Regions from separate parts of the Ovis aries genome. Here region 2 is linked to region 1. Evidence: chromatin contacts called from public Hi-C data. All regions are on one chromosome and are shown on one strand. Each heading gives the region's core, a stretch centred on a gene start, on an enhancer-like site or on the middle of the called end of the contact. The rest is flanking DNA. Distances are from core to core; before and after follow the strand shown. Region 1 overlaps SLC6A6 (solute carrier family 6 member 6). Region 2 overlaps LOC132658221 (vomeronasal type-1 receptor 90-like).

Evidence for each region. A called contact is a pair of places that touch in the nucleus more often than the background predicts.
Region 2: a Hi-C map of tail adipose tissue shows a contact between it and region 1, with 4 times the contacts expected there. The contact joins two enhancer-like sites. A contact is called at or near these places in 7 of 16 Hi-C or Micro-C datasets (blood, hypothalamus, liver and 2 more).

The regions. Positions count from the first base shown.
Region 1 is chr19:57,738,308-57,743,677 of ARS-UI_Ramb_v3.0, reverse strand. It overlaps SLC6A6 (solute carrier family 6 member 6), which reads left to right. Exons shown (of 13, transcript XM_042236439.2): 5 at 2,670-2,802. Among named protein-coding and RNA genes, the nearest start is that of SLC6A6, 57 kb to the left of the region's middle. Within about 2 kb of position 2,562, at least 2 of the 54 cell types and tissues checked have an H3K27ac peak or open chromatin away from gene starts, as enhancers often do. A contact at or near this core is called in tail adipose tissue, where this site is marked.
Region 2 is chr19:58,054,935-58,060,665 of ARS-UI_Ramb_v3.0, reverse strand. It overlaps LOC132658221 (vomeronasal type-1 receptor 90-like), which reads right to left. Exons shown (of 1, transcript XM_060402956.1): 1 at 4,223-5,731. Among named protein-coding and RNA genes, the nearest start is that of WNT7A, 8.6 kb to the left of the region's middle. Within about 2 kb of position 4,100, at least 54 of the 54 cell types and tissues checked have an H3K27ac peak or open chromatin away from gene starts, as enhancers often do. A contact at or near this core is called in tail adipose tissue, where this site is marked.

The DNA.
Region 1 (5,370 bases), core at 1,313-3,812:
ACTCTTTGGGACCCCATGGTCTGTAGCCCGCCAGGCTCCTCTGTCCATGGGATTCTCCAGGCAAGAATACTGGAGTGGGTTGCCATGCCCTCCTCCAGGGGACCTTCCCAGCCCAGGGATCGAACCCGTGTCTCTTACATCTCCTGCATTGGCAGGTGGGGTCTAAGGCCACCTGGGAAGCCCGAACAGCTTGGGGTGGACCCTGTCATTGGCCATATCCAGGAGAGTCTTGGGATAGAATTGCTGGATCACAGGAAAGGTGGCTTCAACGGTTACTGCTGGCGCTTCAGAGGGGCTTTGCCACCAGCAGCGGGGAAGCAAGTGCGTGACTCGATTTCCCCGTTGTGGCCTCTGTGGCTGGGCGGCTGCCAGAGCAAGGCCACGCGGCCCCCTCCCCTCCGTAGTGGGCACCACAGGTTTGCCCAGCGCGGCAGTGGGAGCCGGCAGGAGGGTGCCTATGACCTAAGCGTGGGGCTGGTGTGGTCAGGATGGGGGCTTTGGGGTCTCGGGCCCCTAGGTCAGCTCGCCCCTGAGGAGAAAGAGAAGACCTCTTGTGCCTGGACACGCCGTGGCACTGGCTGAGCACCTGCTGTGTGCCTCATCTGCGGAGTGTCTGGAGTCTGGTAGGCAAGACAGGCTCCCCTGAGGGCGACATCCAGGGTGAGGGGGCGGCCGGGGAGCCGGAAGGACACCAGGCATCTGGAGCATCATGGTAGACCTCCCCGGAAGCCTGGCGGCAGAGAGGGGCCTCCCCGAGGCCACCCATTCACACGGAAGCCTTGGCTGCTGCCCAGCAGGCCCCGGCTTCATGGAAGGAGCCAAGCCCTGGAGGCCGCGCCAGGAAGGGCCCTGTTCTAAAGCCACCTCAGGGCCAGGCCCACGTGCTTGTACTTGACCAGCTGCACAGCCTGCCTCGTGAAGAGGCCCCCGGCCCTGAGGGTCCCGTGAGCCCTGCCGAAGCAAGGCCTGGAGCAATTCTTGTTAAAGTGAAGGCTCTGATTTCTGTATTAATCAGAAAAGGCAGTGGAGCCGGGAGAGCACCGGCTTTGGGGGTCAGACAGCCCTGATGTAGGGTGGCAGCTCTGCCACCTGCTGGCCATGTGTCCGTGGGTGATTGGAACTCCAAGCCTCAGTTTTCCCCATCTGTAAAACAGGGCCAGTGACTTCCAGCCCTTGGACCAGATGAGGTAAATTAGAGAAGCCTCGTTGATGTGGCCTCGGTGCCTGAGGGAGCCCCTGGATGTTGGGGGTGAGCCGCAGAAAGGCCTCACCCGAGTGCCAGTTGAGGTGGGAACCTTGGATTTATTCAAGGTCCTCGCTTTGAAGCGTCTTTGGAGAAAACTGAAAAACAATGAGGACGTGTCCTGGGCCAGTGGGCCCTCTGAGCCCTGATCCTGGGGATCGGCCTGCTCGCGGACTGGCGGAGAGCTGTGGGTGGTCTGGGGGCCAGAGCTCGTGTTTGCGTTCTGCGGAAGAGGAAATGGAGGGCGGGTTCAAACGCCCCTCTTGCCGCTCCTGCCCGAGACTGTGGCCCTTGAACAGGGAGCTGGGTCTCTAGGGGGAGCCAGCTTCTCGGGAACAGGAGCCTGTGACAGCAGAGCTCACGGGACCAGTGTCCCTGTGCTCAGCCTGGCTGCCCTGGGTCACTGCCTCAGCAGTCGGAGCTCCGGGACCACGGGGTCAGTTTCTGGGTGTTAAGTTTCACGGTGTCAGCAGCCTGGGGGCCCCAGCCCAGTTCCAGGAGGCGTCTGCCCCTCAGGGGCGTGTCTGAGTAGCACTGTGGGCGTCTCCCCTGGTCAACAAGGCTCTGGACCCCAGAGGCCCAGGCTCTGCCATGTGATGCTGAGTGGAGCTGCTGGCTGTGCTGATTGTCCTTCAGACGGTTCGCTCACCTCCTCCCAAGCCCGTCACAACCCCGGCTTGGGGCAGGTGAGGAAGCAGCCCTCCCTGGGTGCCCGGAGCTGCCCTGGGGTCTCAGCCCCAAGACAGCAATGGCCGCCGCGGTCTGCTGGCCGCTGGCGGCGTCCGGGGCCAGTGTATTTTGCGTGGCTTTTCTCTTCCCCCTCGGAGAGGCGTGTGGGTGTCCTGCAGCCCCAGAGAGAACCAACACCCTGGAGACCTATCTTTCAGTGAGATATCCAGATAAGGAATGGGGGCAAATACAAAAACAGGGACAGGACAGAGAATGTGGGCTGGCGGGGTGGGGGGAGCGGGTGGTCATTCCCATTTTAGAGATGAGGAGACTGAGGCAGGCAGTTGGATACCTAGCCCCCAGTGGTTAAGTTAAGTGGTTAAGGCAGTGGTTGGACGCTGGAGCCCAGTCGGAACCCAGTGTCTGGCCCACAGGGAGCACTGCAAAGGTCTGTGAGAAATCGATCACATGGGAATCAGTACCTAGTTCACAGACGAGGAAACTGAGGCTTAGGGGTTTAACGTAACTTGCCTGAGGCCTGGCTGGATAGAACCCACGTGCGCCCGACTCAGGAGTCCAGACCCATCCCCTGGTTGGCTTCCCTAAGACTCTGTGAAACTGGTGTTAGCTAAGATTTCCCAAGACCAGCGGGATTCCGCAGCTTGGAGGCACGGTTGAGCCCCAGACTGCTGGAATCCTGGCGCTGGCTCTCCCAGCCCTGGTCCGGCCCATCTGACTTGGCTCTGTTTGCTTGAAGGCGGAAGGTGCTGAGCTTGTCTTCTGGGATTGACGAACCGGGCGCTCTGAAGTGGGACCTTGCTCTCTGCCTCCTCCTGGTCTGGCTGGTCTGTTTCTTCTGCATCTGGAAGGGCGTCAAGTCCACGGGCAAAGTGAGTTGTGCTCTCATCCCGCCTCGTGGAGCCTGGCCCTCTGCAGGGTCGGCTCCTGTGCCCCTGGGGCCCTCCTGCTCAAAACTGGTCCTGATTAACCAGTTCTCCTAGCAGCCCCCTCGGTTGTGGCGTTTGCCCATTTCACAATGTAAATCTGCCCAGCGGGTCCAATTTCAAGTTATTGATGGTTTGACAATCAGCCCGCAAGATTCCTGAAATGGGGTGGTGTGCTCTCCAAGCACCCACACACCACTGGTACCCCATTAGGGAGTGGTGGGCTGTGAGGATGTTCAGTTCAGTTCAGTCACTCAGTCGTGTCCGACTCTTTGCGACCCCATGAATCGCAGCACACCAGGCCTCCCTGTCCATCACCATCTCCTGGAATTCACTCAAACTCATGTCCATCGAGTCAGTGATGCCATCCAGCCATCTCATCCTCTGCCGTCCCCTTCTCCTCCTGCCCCCAATCCCTCCCAGCATCAGAGACTTTTCCAATGAGTCAACTCTTTGCATGAGGTGGCCAAAGTACTGGAGTTTCAGCTTTAGCATCATTCCTTCCAAAGAACACCCAGGACTGATCTCTTTTAGAATGGACTAGTCGGATCTCCTTGCAGTCCAAGGGACTGTTAGCGGATAACAAACCCTGAGATACCACTGCAAAGTTAACCGGTAACGGTGTTGTTAGCTACCAACTGCTCACCAGCCACGGGGACCCTTGCGACCTCAACATCCCCTGTCGACCCTTTAGAAATGTAGACCCATGGGCTGACCCCAGACCTACAGAATCAGAAGCTGCATTTGAACACTTTTCCCCCAAATGTGCACTGAGGTTTGAGAAGCAAAACTTCTCAACGCATTTTTGCCGCTAAGTCAGATTAACCGAATTAACTTAGGCCTTACATTTCAGCTGTTAACTAGGAAGTTAGTTATTAAGGAGAGCTCTCACCGATCGTTAAGTCGTTTGCTCATAACCGAAGTGCTGGCTGTCGCTGAAGCATCTGCTGCTGGTTAATCTGTTACCTAGTGCCAAGACATTACTGTTAGCAAAGGTGGTAGCTGAAAATTCGTGTTACATTCATGCAGGCTTTAGGGTTAGCTGGTATACTGTCAGTGATGAAACTGTTAGCCTGTAACCGAAATATTACCTGTTAACAGAGCCGGGCGATGGATGACCTGGTAAGCAGAACACCAGCCAGTATAATACCATAGTCATCCTGGTGGCGAAAAACCCTCCAGAGGGTTCCCTTGGGCTCACCGGGCTGAACCCAGGGCACCAACAGCCACAGCGTAGGTGTTGGCTGGCCTACCCTTACGTGACCCCCTGTCTGCCATCCCCCGACCCCCATCATTTGCATCTCCATCCGGGACAATCTCTCTAAGACCAAGAAGTCCTCAAAGGTCAAAAGAGTTGAGTTAAGGTGGCTTTTGAAGGACAGTGATGGGCAGTGGGTGACGTCATTGGGAGAAGGGGCTGTGATTGCGAGTTCTCCCCGGTGAAGGGCCTCTTAGGTAAAGTGATCTAAGGAGACAAGAGCTAAAGGGGGCGCGTGACGTGGTGGAGGAAGACAGGCGTGCCGGGTGTGGTTTCAGGCAAGGCTCACCAAGAAGGGCGCTTAGAGGCGTAGATTTGTCGGAAGTGAGGGGTAAGCCATTCAAAGGCCCAGAGATGTGTCCGACCAGACCCTCGGGGAGCCCCTGGTCCAATGGAGGAGCTGATGTCCGCCAGGAACCGTGAGCCTCACCCGAGACACATGCAGGGGCAGGAGACCAGAGTCGAAGTGAAATGGAGAGGGTGCAGGGCTGTCCCTTGGCGGCTGACGGACGTGACTGGCTGGAGGTCCCCCTGCTGCCCCCAGAGAAGAGGCTCCGGGCCCCCAGGGGCAGGCGTGGCCCCCAGAACAATAGCAGGGCTGGGCCAGCCCCCGGGGAAGCCAGGACAAACACAGGGAGGATCCGAGGACTTCCTCGAGCTCCTCGGCGGCCACCGCTGGCCATGACTTCCAGCCCTGGCCATAGACCAGGTCTGCAGCCACCGTGGGGGCCGGATGGCCTCGTCCTGGCTGTGGCCTTGCTCAGTGGCTGACCCCGGCATGGCCGGGCTGGGGAGGAGGGAGCTCCTGGGCCTGGGGGGCTCAAGACCCAAGTTCAGGTCACTTGGCTTCTCTGGATGTCAGTTCCCTTGCGTGGAACAGCATTCGTCCTTCTGAGGGTCTGACACTTGGCTCAGAGTTCACTGCTGCTCAATTCTTCCAAGAGATTGTGATCGTGGTGCAGACGCTCTGCGCCTTGCTTGTGTGCCAGGCACCGTTCTCAGCTCCGATTATCAGCTCCTTTAGCCTCCTGATGTCTGATGTATGCGTGGTTCCTACTCCGCTTTACAGAAGTGGTAAGAGGAGATGTTCTTGGGGAAATGGTGGGGCAGAGAGGTTGATCTGTTCACGTCTACACAGCTTGTCGGTAGCCCAGGTGGCATTTGAGCTTGGGCAGCCCAGCGCCCAGCCTCGGGGCCCTGCATTCTCCCGCCTCCTGCGGCTGCCTGCTCTCACAGCACGTTAGGTCGCAGGAGGT
Region 2 (5,731 bases), core at 2,851-5,350, 320 kb before region 1:
ATGTCCGGCCCCCACCCTGGTCCAGCCGCGCCTCTGCCTTCAGTGGGCTGGGCTTCCGCTGCACATCCTGGCCCAGCCTGGCCCTTTATCACCCGGCTGCCACGTGGTGCCCTACCCCTCGGGCACATACATCTCCAGGGAGGCTTCTGGCCTGGCTGGGGCAGAGGGCTTGGCCAGTGTGGAGGCTTCCCCCCAAGTCTGTGGAAGTGATCTTTTTCTGGAGCCAAGGACAGCTCTTTGGAGAAGGTCAGGAGATGGGCACACACCTCCCAACTCCACAGAGAACTTGCTCGAGTCTACCTCTCTGGATCTTAGCTTCCGCAATTCTAAATAGGAAATACCAGGTCCAGTTGCTGTGAGACTCAAGAAGGTAATACAGGTACACTGATGCCCAGGTTCTACCTCCAGGCAGTAAATCAGCATCTCTAAGGAGTAGGTCCCAGGCATTGTACACAGTGAAGGATGGAAAAAATGGTGAATAGCCAAAGCTTTAAAGCAGACCAACATGGGTTTGAATTCTGGCTGTTATATAATGATGGCGCCTGGAAGAGATCCTTAGCCTCTCAGAGCCTCCGCTGACTCGTCCATTACATGGGAAAATAGTGCTCACTTCCCAGTGAAGTCATCAAGGACTTCCCTGGTGGCTCAGGCAGTAAAGCGTCTGCCTACAATGCGGGAGACCCAGGTTCGACCCCTGGGTTGGGAAGATCCTCTGAAGAAGGAAATGGCAAACCACTCCAGTACTCTTTGCCTGGAAAATCCCATGGACGGAGGAGCATTGTAGGCTACAGTCCATGGGGTCACAAAGAGTCAGACACAACTGAGTGACTTCACTTTCTTTCCTAGTGCTGGTAGGAGTTAAAGGGAGTGATTGCTACCAGCTGCTGGGCACTTTAGGAAGCACTCAAGTGACCCTGTGTGGATGGACCCTTACCCAGTCACCACTAAACAACCAACAAGTCTGTGCCTGACCCACAGCTGGCACTTCAAACATCTGTGAGTGAATGATGAGGCTGTTGTGACTATAGATTAAAAGGTGATAAAGAAACACAAGTTACCATTGAAGATGAAGCTTCCATCTTTTGACTAAAAAGCTACATTTCCCAGCATCGTCCACAGAACTCTGTTCTGGCCAGGGAGACACGGGTGCAAGTCTCCAGGCTCCTGGTTCCTTGGATTCCCCTTTCTCTGCTGACCTCTGGCCACCATCTTGAGAAGGGTGGCAGACTGGAAAACAAGAAGGATCAGGGGACGTGGTTGAGCTGCCATTCCAGCGCAGGCTGCCCAACTCTGGGCTTTATTATTTTCCCCCAAGTGAAAGAAACTTGGCATAGACCCCCGGTTGGGAATTTTCGTTTCTACAATAGGAAAGGAGATGCTTTGAGCTTCCTCATTGTCCTACTTTCTGTCCACAGCTCTCAGCCTCCAGGTAACTCTAGACAAGACCAGCAGCCTGTCTCACTCATTCCTTCCTCAGACCTCTGGCGCTGGGTTAGGGGCACCACAGGGAATCTGCCCAGCTCTGACACTGAGCCTTGGGGCAGAATTAGCCGTATGTCTTGTCCAGCCCCCTCTGGCCTCCCCAGAAGGTTCAAGGAGAGAGAGTGACTCTCCCCTTCCCCAGATGCCAACCTCGTACCAAAAGCTCCTGTCTCCTGGGTAGTCTTTGGAGTCAGGAAAATCTAACTCAGAATCTTGACTCCTCCACTGATCTGCCATAGGCAACGTGTTTTTGAACAAAGCTCAAGGTTCACATTCGTCCGTTGAGGCTGTGCCCACCAAGAGATAAAACTAAACATGGAAGTCAGAGGGGGAAAAGCCAAGGCAGCAAGGCTCGAGGTGAGTAATTCTCCCAAATAACTCAGAACTAACACTAAATATCCAAGGGAAGGGAGGTGGCAGAGTAAATGTAATGTTAAAGACCTTGGCATTATGGAAACAATAGCTCAACAGCAGATGTTGGGTGTGGACATGAGCAAAGTGTGAGGAACTTACATTTTTAATCCTTCATATTAGGGAAAAGGGCTTCCCTGGTGGCTCAGAGGGTAAAGCGTCTGCCTGCAATGTGGGAGACTTGGGTTCGATCCCTGGGTCGGAAAGATCCCCTGGAAAAGGAAATGGCAACCCATTCCAGTACTTTTACCTGGAAAATGCCATGGATGGAGGAGCCTGGTAGAGTACAGTCAATGGGATCACAAAGAGTTGTACATGACTGAGCAACTTCACTTTCATAGAAGGGAAAAACTGAGCCAAGAGCAAACGCGTAACTTAAAGAGAATCAATGACCCCCAACTTCTCAATGTTCTTCATAATCTTGGGGTGGGGGGGAATCTTGGAGGAAATATCTGTTATGATAGCAAACAATCAAATTAGCAACTGCTTTTATTTAAATTATTTTGTTAAATTCAAGTATAATAAGCTTAATATATTTTAAAATTTAGCAAATAGTGGGATTCCCCCTTCACAGAATTCTGATTCCTTTTGCCCTCCCTCCCTTCCATCCAATCTCCCTCCAGTTTTTTCTCCTTCTTGCCTCCTGCCATATATAGGCCTACAATGATATCTGAGATGATGTTGCTAATATTAATCTTGGACATTTGGGGTACTAGAATTTGCTATGATTACCCCTACCCCCACCCCCAATTTCTGCAGCATTTTGCTATCTAGCTTGAATTCTTTAGAAAGGCATTTAGCAATTTTATGAAGAAGATAAAATCATTTCCCCAAAAAATTAACGGCACCTAGGTAGTAGGGTTTGTGAGCACTGAGTAAGATGACCAGGGGAGCACCTGGCATACTGTGGCCCCCAGATCCCGGCCCTGTCCCCCTGCTCCTCTTATGTGGAAGCCCCATTCTTCTCCCTTTGGCCAACTTCTATTCATCCTGCAAAGCCGACTCCAACGTGAAGAATTTCCTGACACCTACATCCCATTAATCAGATCCTCTACTCTGGACACAGTCCAAGCAGCGACAGCTCAGCGTCCCGGGGTTAATGTCCAGAGGTCGTGGCTACTGGCTTCTACGGTTTTTTTTTCCTTCAGGCCTCCCTTAATTCCCCAACCTTTCAGTATATCCTTTCAAACAATTGTTTTCATTTGAATTCCTAAATCCAGTTTCTGCAGCTTGCAGTTCAAGTACCCACCTGTTGCCCTGCCTCGCCAGCTTTGAGTTCCAGGCGAGGAAAGGTTTGTGGATGAAACTCAGTGGAGGCTATGGACCATCCTTCCCTCAACCCAACCTTCTGAAGGACACGGAATAGGACTGACACCTGTGCGACCTCATTCTTCCAGGTCCCGGGCAGGGGCGCCCACAGGGTTCTTGCTTGTAAAGGAACTGGTCTCTTACTGAGGACACTGGGCGACTTGCTGAAGACACACAGCTCTGCACGGCCAGGCAGCGGGCCGGCCTCCGCGCGTGTCTCCGCCCTCAGGGCCCGGGCTCTGGCTGGCCTGCCCCGGCCCTCCCCTGCGTCCACCCTCCGCCCAGCTCACAGAGCGACACGCGCCCCCGGCGCCTCAGCCCCGCCGCGAGCCCCGGGACCACGCGCTCCTCAGCAGCTCCAGTCCGCAGCCGCCGAGACCGGGACTCGGCGGGGAGGGGCCGGCCCCACGGTCCTCCGGCGGCGGTGCGGGGGCCTGGACGCGAGCCGAGGCCGCGGCGGCCCGGAACCCAGGGGCTGCCCCGCAGCCCGCGCGGCCTCTGCGGGGCGGGGTACGGCCGGCTCCCTCAGAGCGGCCCGGCCGCTGGCGGGGGGGCAGGGGCAGGCGGCTCCTCGGGTGGCCGGAGAAGGCGACGAGGCTGCGGGTGGAGACGGCGGTGCGGGACACAAGCCGAAGGGGGGCCAAACAGGGCCGAGCCGGACCGTAGCGCCCAGCCAGGCCAGCGCGCGGGTCGCGATTGTTCCACGGGTCGATAGCCGCACAGCTGGTGCGCCGAGCGGAGCCGAGCAGGCGGACAGAGCCTGTCGGGCAGAGCCGAGCGGGGCCGAGCGGGGCCGAGCGGGGCTGAGGAGAGCCGAGCGGAGCCGAGGAGAGCCGAGCGGAGCCGAGCAGGTGGACAGAGCCTGTCGGGTAGAGCCGAGCGGGGCCGAGCGGGGCCGAGCGGAGCCGAGCGGAGCTGAGGCGAGCCGAGCGGAGCCGAGCAGAGCCGAGCAGGTGGACAGAGCCTGTCGGGTAGAGCGGAGCGGGGCCGAGCGGAGCCGAGCGGAGCCGAGCTAGTTCCCGGGAGCGGAGCGGGTGACCGCAAGGGCGACTGAGTGGGTCCCGCCTAACGGAGGCGGTGGCGGGACTTGTTAGGGGTGAAGCTGCTCTGGCAGTCCTGCGGTCCTTCGCGTGTAGACCTCACCTTTTCAGGCTAAACAGGGGAAGCGGGGCGCTTCGTTCGCCAGGCCCGTGAGTCTTTCCCGGGTTGCGCAGCTCGGGCTGTGGATGGCGGGGGCCTTGTGCCCTGTCTGCCGGGACTGGGTGTCGCCTCCCTGGGCTGGGCCCTCGGCTCCGGTTACCCTGGGAGGGGTTCTGGGGGACAGGTCCCCTGGGGCTGAAATTGCCCGTCGGGCCGTCCGGAGAAGCGCGCCCCCGCCCCGTCGTCGGGTGGATGTGTCCGCGGTCCGGGGCGGGGGCGGCACGGACAGCCGAGCCCAGCCGAGCCTGGGCTGCGCCGGCGTTTGGACCTGAGGCGGGAGGCGCTCCCTGGGCTCCGGGCGGTGAGGGAGTCCGGAGTCGGAGGACGGCCTTGGCCCGGGCGGGGGGCGACCTCACTGAGCCCGGTTGTCAGCTGTGAGATGGGTGGACACGCCCTCCTGTCGGAACGTTCAGAAAGAGGCTTGGGGGATGCTCGGGGTAAGGACTTCGGCAGAATTATCCTGTGGTCTGTATGTGGTAAGATGTCACCTCTTTTAATTCCTAATAAAAAGTGTTAAGCCAGGGTAGGGTGGGGGGCATAGACACGAACGTATAAGCCAGTAATCCCTGCTTGTGTTCTGGTGGGAGGCAGCCAATCCTGTGATCTGGCCCCAAAATTGAGGCTGAAGCACAGCTTGGACCAGCTGTCCACGTGGCATCTGATCCCTTCTCACAGTCCGTGCCTGTATTCCTAGGATGGTTTGTTCTAAAACACACATGTGATCGTGTCACTTGGGTGCTAAGAGCCCTTCAGTGCCAATGGGATAAAGGCCTGGCTCAGAGCTGGCCCAGCCTGCCTTTCCAGGCGCATCTCCTTTCCCTCCCCGGGTTTTCAGGAACGCTTGGCCACATCCCTCTGCTCTTCTTTGCCTTTATTTACCCTCTCTTGTTTAGAATATTTAAAAGTGCTCGGCTCAGTGTTGACACGAGATGGCGCCAGAACTGTGCGCAAGGCTTTCTCTAGCGCCCGCTGAACATGGAAACTGGCTTGGTGGTTGGGCCTTTTGGAAAGCCACTTAAAACTTGTTTCATTAGCAGCTTGTATCTTTTTAGCACACCTCTCAATGAATTTTATGTATCTAATTAATTTTCCAGATATGACCATAAATGGGCTTCCCAGGTGGCGCTAGTGGTAAAGAACCTGCCTGCCAATGCAGAAGACTTAAAAGAGATGCGGGTTCGATTCCTGGGTCAGGAAGATCCCCTGGAGGAGGAAATGTCAACCCACTCCAGTATTCTTGCTTGGAGAATCCCATGGACAGAGGAGCCTGGAGGGCTACAGTCCGTGAGGTCACAAAGAGTCAGACGCGAATGAATGGACGTAGCGTGCC